2 separate regions of the Pan troglodytes genome follow, and region 1 is linked to region 2. A link is a contact called in public Hi-C data. All regions are on one chromosome and are shown on one strand. Each heading gives the region's core, a stretch centred on a gene start, on an enhancer-like site or on the middle of the called end of the contact. The rest is flanking DNA. Distances are from core to core; before and after follow the strand shown. Region 1 overlaps PLEKHA7 (pleckstrin homology domain containing A7). Region 2 overlaps PLEKHA7 (pleckstrin homology domain containing A7).

Region 1 (2,758 bases), core at 170-2,669, 93 kb after region 2:
GCTGAGTACCAGCCTTGTCACTACCAGCTAGCTCTACAGCCCAAGCAACTACTCAACCTCCCTGGGCCTCAGTTTTCTCATCTGTAAAATGGGGGGTGCAGGTAGGTTCTCCATCTAGAAAGGCCACACAGGCCTGCAGGAAGCCCAGGCAGATCAGAGCCACACAAACTGGAATTCAAATCCTAGCTCTGCCACACACTGGTAGTGCATGACCTTGAGCGAGTTAGTGGCTTTTCTGAGTTTATCTGTAAAGAAAAGATTAATTCCGACTCTGCATTGTTGTTATAAAGAACACTGATAACATCCCAGCCCACAGTAGACACTTCAACCTTCAGTGCCTGCTATATTTATCTTCTGCTAGCTCTAAAACTGCACTCCAATAGAGTTGTTTTGCCTTTTTCCACATTGCAGACTCCAGCATGTTCAGCCTGCTCTAGGACAGAGGCTCAAGAACACGCTTTCTTTTCTTCCCTTTGAGTTAAGGCACAGCACCCAGCCTCCTGTTTAAATTTCTATTTAAAGAACTCACCTGGCAGGCAAAGTGGTTTAAGATCAAGAGGCACCTTCCACCAGCCACACTTCCATCCCCGACAGGTTCAGAAACTGCGGCCCGAGAAAAGCCGCATTCTATAGAAGTTTTCAAACCTGTCCTGTGAAACATTTTTAATCTTAGAACACCCAGTTTTATGCTTCCATTTAGTACACTTAAATAAGTCAGTTTCCCCAACTGTAAAATGAGAAGGCTGGAGCAGGAGATGTTTCCAGGATGTTCCCTCCAGCTGTAGCATTTTAAGATGCTGCAGTTCATCTCAAACTGTCATCCACAGAGCTACAGACTGAAATGTAACAACACTACACACAACTGCAAACACAGAGACAGAGGCAGACCAGTTGTCCTCCCCAACCTCACCTGCCAACAAAATTACTCTGTAATAACATCAGGGAGGTGTAGTTAATGATACTTATGTCTTATTTACGCCCAATTACATTGGATGGTGGTTGTTTTTATTTAACTATAGGTGCTCCCAACCATCAAAAACTCCCTTTCTCTCAGTCATTACTTGACTTTCATGAATCAGAATATACCACAGCAAACTGAATCCCTATGAAACCAGTACAGGACTAACCTGCTTTCTTGTTCTTACCGGAAAAGGCAGGGGACACACTCACCCTCCCTTTGGGCTCCACGTTCGGATAGTGTCTTCCCCAGCTGCACCACCTTATTAAATCTTAGGTTCAGGTCAGACAGGGAGGGAGACTCCCAGCCTGCCTGCTGTCTCTCAATTTCGGTTCTTGAGCAGCTGCCTCCCAAGGTGTTACAAATCCAGCAGCCACTTGCTCCTGCTCATTCATTCTCCTTCCTCTCCACCCCCCACACAACATCTGGCAACCAGGCAGGAACACAGTTCCAGCTCTGAGTCACTGCCCCACTGTGGCCAAGGGGAGCAGTGGCTAGAGGTAATCAACCAGGCAAGCACTTCACGTCTCTAGAATCCAATTCTTCCGTTCTTTGAGACCATGGGGTTGGCTGCCCCTCTAGAACCAGGACATAAAGAAACACCCCTACCTACAGCTCTGGATTCAGAACAAATTGCTCATTCAGGTTTGCCCTACCATGCTGAGCTGAAAGCCCCAAAACAGAGCCTATCTTTGGTGAAGAAACAATGGCTCCTTATCAATATTTCATACCAGTCAGGGCAGGGAAAGGTTTGAGTGGTTACAGGTCAGCAAACCCACTCCCCCTGGTAACAATGATTCTTTCATCAGTGCTTGGGATGGCTAAGGTTCTCTCAGCACCGATTTAACCATGTGGCACTCACTCCCAGAACAGGTCTGAAAACGAGAAGGGCAGAGGGGTTAAAAAGAGAAACCAGGCACCAAAGTGAAAGATCAACACTGTGGCTCTTTTCATTGCAACCTACGTAGTTCTACAAGTCACAGTGCAGGTGACACTTGAATATGAGCTCCATGGGGCAGAGACTAGTGTTTTCACAGCTATGTTCCAGGGCTTAGCATAATGCCTGGCACATAGTAGGTATTCCACAAATATTTGAATGAAAAAAATACAAGGGGTTTTGTCCTGAGGCTACTTAGGATGACTGTATTACTAAAACTCGTATCCATCTTTTCCCTTTTAGAAACCCCCATATCCTTCGTAACTCCTAATACTACCTGTAGTGAATGTTCCATAAATCTTTAAATGTGGAGATGATTTACTGTTAAACCGAAGAAGCTCAAGCTTTAGGGCCCCTCACTTTCACAAGCCTCCTCCAGGTCCCAGGAAGAGCCCTACCAATGTGTTTACATGCTTTCTGCAATTTTATATATTTTTAAAGAAAGCTCCCCAAACTATCATATTAAACACCAAGCCCTACAAAATATCGAACTGCCATAGCAGAATGAATGAATGACTCACAAGCCATGCTGGCATATTATCCTAACAAGGGCATTTGCTTGGACAGAACTGTTTTGGTCACAGAAGAGGTATACCCTAGCCTACAGACACAGCCTAATTAATCAAAAGTCCATCACTAAAAAGACTGGATTAGGTTTAAGAGCACAAACCCCACACATTCAACACTTATTAAAGCCCAACTATTTGCTTAGCCCTCTGAGTGCTTTGGAGAAAAATAATGATTAGATCATAATCACCCCCACAGAATAGTAGCTTATAATCCAATAGAATAGACTGATATGGTCATAAGTACATATAAATATATATTTCATATGTATATATACATATTCACACACACACACA
Region 2 (2,715 bases), core at 36-2,535:
CCCCAAATGGTCCTGATTGTCTTTGATGCCTCAAGTCCCTCCAGAACCCCAAACCCAGAGCCATATTCGCACATTTCACCCATTCATGCACAAGCTCTCAATAATGACTCCAAATCAATGTAATCACTCTTAGGTGATGGTTTCCAACTATTGTTGGAAAGGATTAGGCAATTGAAGTTCCAAAGATGAAAAAATCAATTTAATGATTCACAAAGAAAACATTCATTTCCTTACAGGCTCACAAATGCTCCAAATAGAGACAAGTCCTCATTTAAACCCAGCCTGATTGTTTCCACAAACAGGAAAAGTTCACTAGACTCTATAAGGTATCCTGGGGAAGAACCACGCCAATCCATTATTATTAAGCAACATGTTTATTGGCGTTGATGCAGAGACTTACACAAGTCTTCTTTTTTAAGAGAAAAATTACAAGGTATTCAAGTTACGATTTTTAGATAATCTCTACATTTGAGACATCAAATTATAAAAGGTCAGTGTTACCCCATATGACATTTGTTTTAAAAGTTTAAAGGTTACCAGGTTTGCAGCTTTTAAAGATATGAATGTCCTGGGCCTTACCCCTTTGGTGTCTGAGCTAGCAGCTGCAGAGAGGCCCTCTGAATATACAGTATATTTTGCTATCCCTTCAAGTTATTAAATACCAGAAACACAAAAGGTTTTCCATAAGAAATTGTGTGATTGGACTATAGGAATTAAAACCGAACAACCTCAGTCTTGGGAGAATGTATTCAAACGTGCAATCTCTTAAGTCCCTGTCTACTGTCCAGGTGTAAAGCATGGATTTTTATAAATTAATAATGCCCAGACCTCTGCCAATGACTGTGGCGTCAGGCAGCAGGTTGGCTCAGGCTTGTGGGGTGGCTTTTGGGACAAGTGAATTATGAGTCAGTAGGCCTGCATGAAGAGGGCAGCAGAAAGGTGAGTCACATCTGGGAACACTCAACAGGCTATGGAGACAAGAACCGCTATTACAAGCCCGGTAATAAGTAGCACAGGCCAGTTAGAGCATGTTCAATGCAAATCAGAAGCTTCTGTAAACACAATCAGGCAGGATTAGAGAGGCAATGAGCGGTAACACTAAAAGCAAAGGAGCTTGTGCAATGAATTAGGGAAAGAACAATCAGGCTAGAGGTTTAGGGAAACATGGGATTTCAAACAACAGGGAAAAGTCAAATGGAATGTTTCCAAAGGGACCTAAGGTGACTGTGGACAGGGCGCAGCGCCAGGAAGCGCCACCAGGGGGCAGCACAGGCCTCCCCAGCAATCCCAGACACCCTGAGGCCTCTGCACTGCAAGCCCAGGGAGACCAGTGGCCCTTGGGGCAGGGGTGTGACCCCGTGCTCCATCACCCTCACACAGCATCTGCTGGCAGGTCTGGGAGGCTGATCAGTTTGCTTGTGCTTCTAACCAAATCATGTCACCATCTTCCTCCTCTCCTCTCTGAACCCTGTATTCCCAGGTCCTGAATTCAGCCGAGATTCCGAACGCCTGCAAAGGCCCCTCTCCATCGCGGCTGGGAGGACTGACTGGGTATTTCCTCAGGCTCCTGGGCCTGTTTGATCCTCACTCCAGCTCTGGTTCAGGTCACCCTCTGACCAGGCATTTGTCCAGCCTGGGTCGTGGACAAACAGCCCCGTGGGGTGTTCTCTGAACCATGTAGGTCAATGGACAGCTCTCTCACTGGGAGGTGTGATGTGCTTGTGTTTGGGGGACTCTGAGGGGCACTCGGCTCCCTGTCCCTGCCCCGCTGCCTGGCCCCTCCTAACATACTGAGCCAAGATCTCCAGGGAGCGGCCGGCTGAGGTAGCGAGATGAGGGCAGGCCCGTCCTCTCCCCTTGGCCCAGTGTCCTCTTGCGCTCTCGGACCAGGGCCTTCTGGTGTCGCTTCATGCGCTCCAGCTGCTCCTCTGCACTCATCTTGCCTCGCTGGTGATCCCCTGAGTACAGGCGCTCCAAGGCACTCTTAGGTCTCTGAGGAAGAGGAGGCAGGCAAGAGAGACACAGAACAGCTGGGCTGGGCACGCAGAGGACGGCCACCCTGCTGGCTGCATTCCCGTTGTCTCTCTCTCACACACATGCACACTCTAGTTGGGCTCCTCTTGGCCTTAGAGAACTATCTCCTCTAAGCAACACGATGCCCCCAACCCTCAGGAGCTTTCTGAGTAGCACCCATTCTGCAGATGCAGACACTTAGGCTCAGGCCTGTCCAGTGAGGCCAGAACCCAGGGTGCAGGCTTCTTGAGCTCCCTCCTGCCACCCTGACAGGCCAGAGAGAAAGGCAGGATGCCCTCCTTGGTGGACAGTGGGTGACAGGGAGCTCAGGAGGGGCTGAGGCCACCCCAGAGGCCATCCCCAGGGCTGAAGGGATGGCCAGTTACTGTCCTCCTGGGAGACCCTCTCTCCCCATGTGAAGGAGCAGGGAGGTCCTCGACAGCTCAAGGCCACTCACAGGGAAGGTCGCCTTGCTGCTTTCGGCATTGAGACCCCTCCGGAGTGTGACGTAGGGAGCAATGGTGGACGACTGCTGGAGCCTTGACGTGGACCCTGAGAGCCCTTAGTGAGGAAAGAGAAGTGCAAGCATGTTTGTGCTGGGGTGGATGGGTCCCTGCTTCTCCCTCATCACACATTCTTGCAGGAGGACCAAGAGCACCCAGTCAATGACCCACCCTTATTTCTCTTCTTCCTCCCCAGGGC

Evidence for each region. Hi-C and Micro-C count contacts between places; a contact is called where the count stands out from the background.
Region 1: a Hi-C map of induced pluripotent stem cells shows a contact between it and region 2, with 1.8 times the contacts expected there. The contact joins two enhancer-like sites. A contact is called at or near these places in 2 of 7 Hi-C or Micro-C datasets (induced pluripotent stem cells and stem cell-derived neural progenitor cells).

The regions. Positions count from the first base shown.
Region 1 is chr9:20,969,337-20,972,094 of NHGRI_mPanTro3-v2.0_pri, forward strand. The region is part of intron 3 of PLEKHA7 (pleckstrin homology domain containing A7); the gene reads right to left. Among named protein-coding and RNA genes, the nearest start is that of PLEKHA7, 140 kb to the right of the region's middle. Within about 2 kb of position 1,420, at least 1 of the 24 cell types and tissues checked has an H3K27ac peak or open chromatin away from gene starts, as enhancers often do. A contact at or near this core is called in induced pluripotent stem cells, where this site is marked.
Region 2 is chr9:20,876,541-20,879,255 of NHGRI_mPanTro3-v2.0_pri, forward strand. PLEKHA7 (pleckstrin homology domain containing A7) reads right to left here. Exons shown (of 30, transcript XM_016920488.4): 24 at 2,471-2,574; 25 at 1,792-1,992. Among named protein-coding and RNA genes, the nearest start is that of SOX6, 50 kb to the left of the region's middle. Within about 2 kb of position 1,286, at least 3 of the 24 cell types and tissues checked have an H3K27ac peak or open chromatin away from gene starts, as enhancers often do. A contact at or near this core is called in induced pluripotent stem cells, where this site is marked.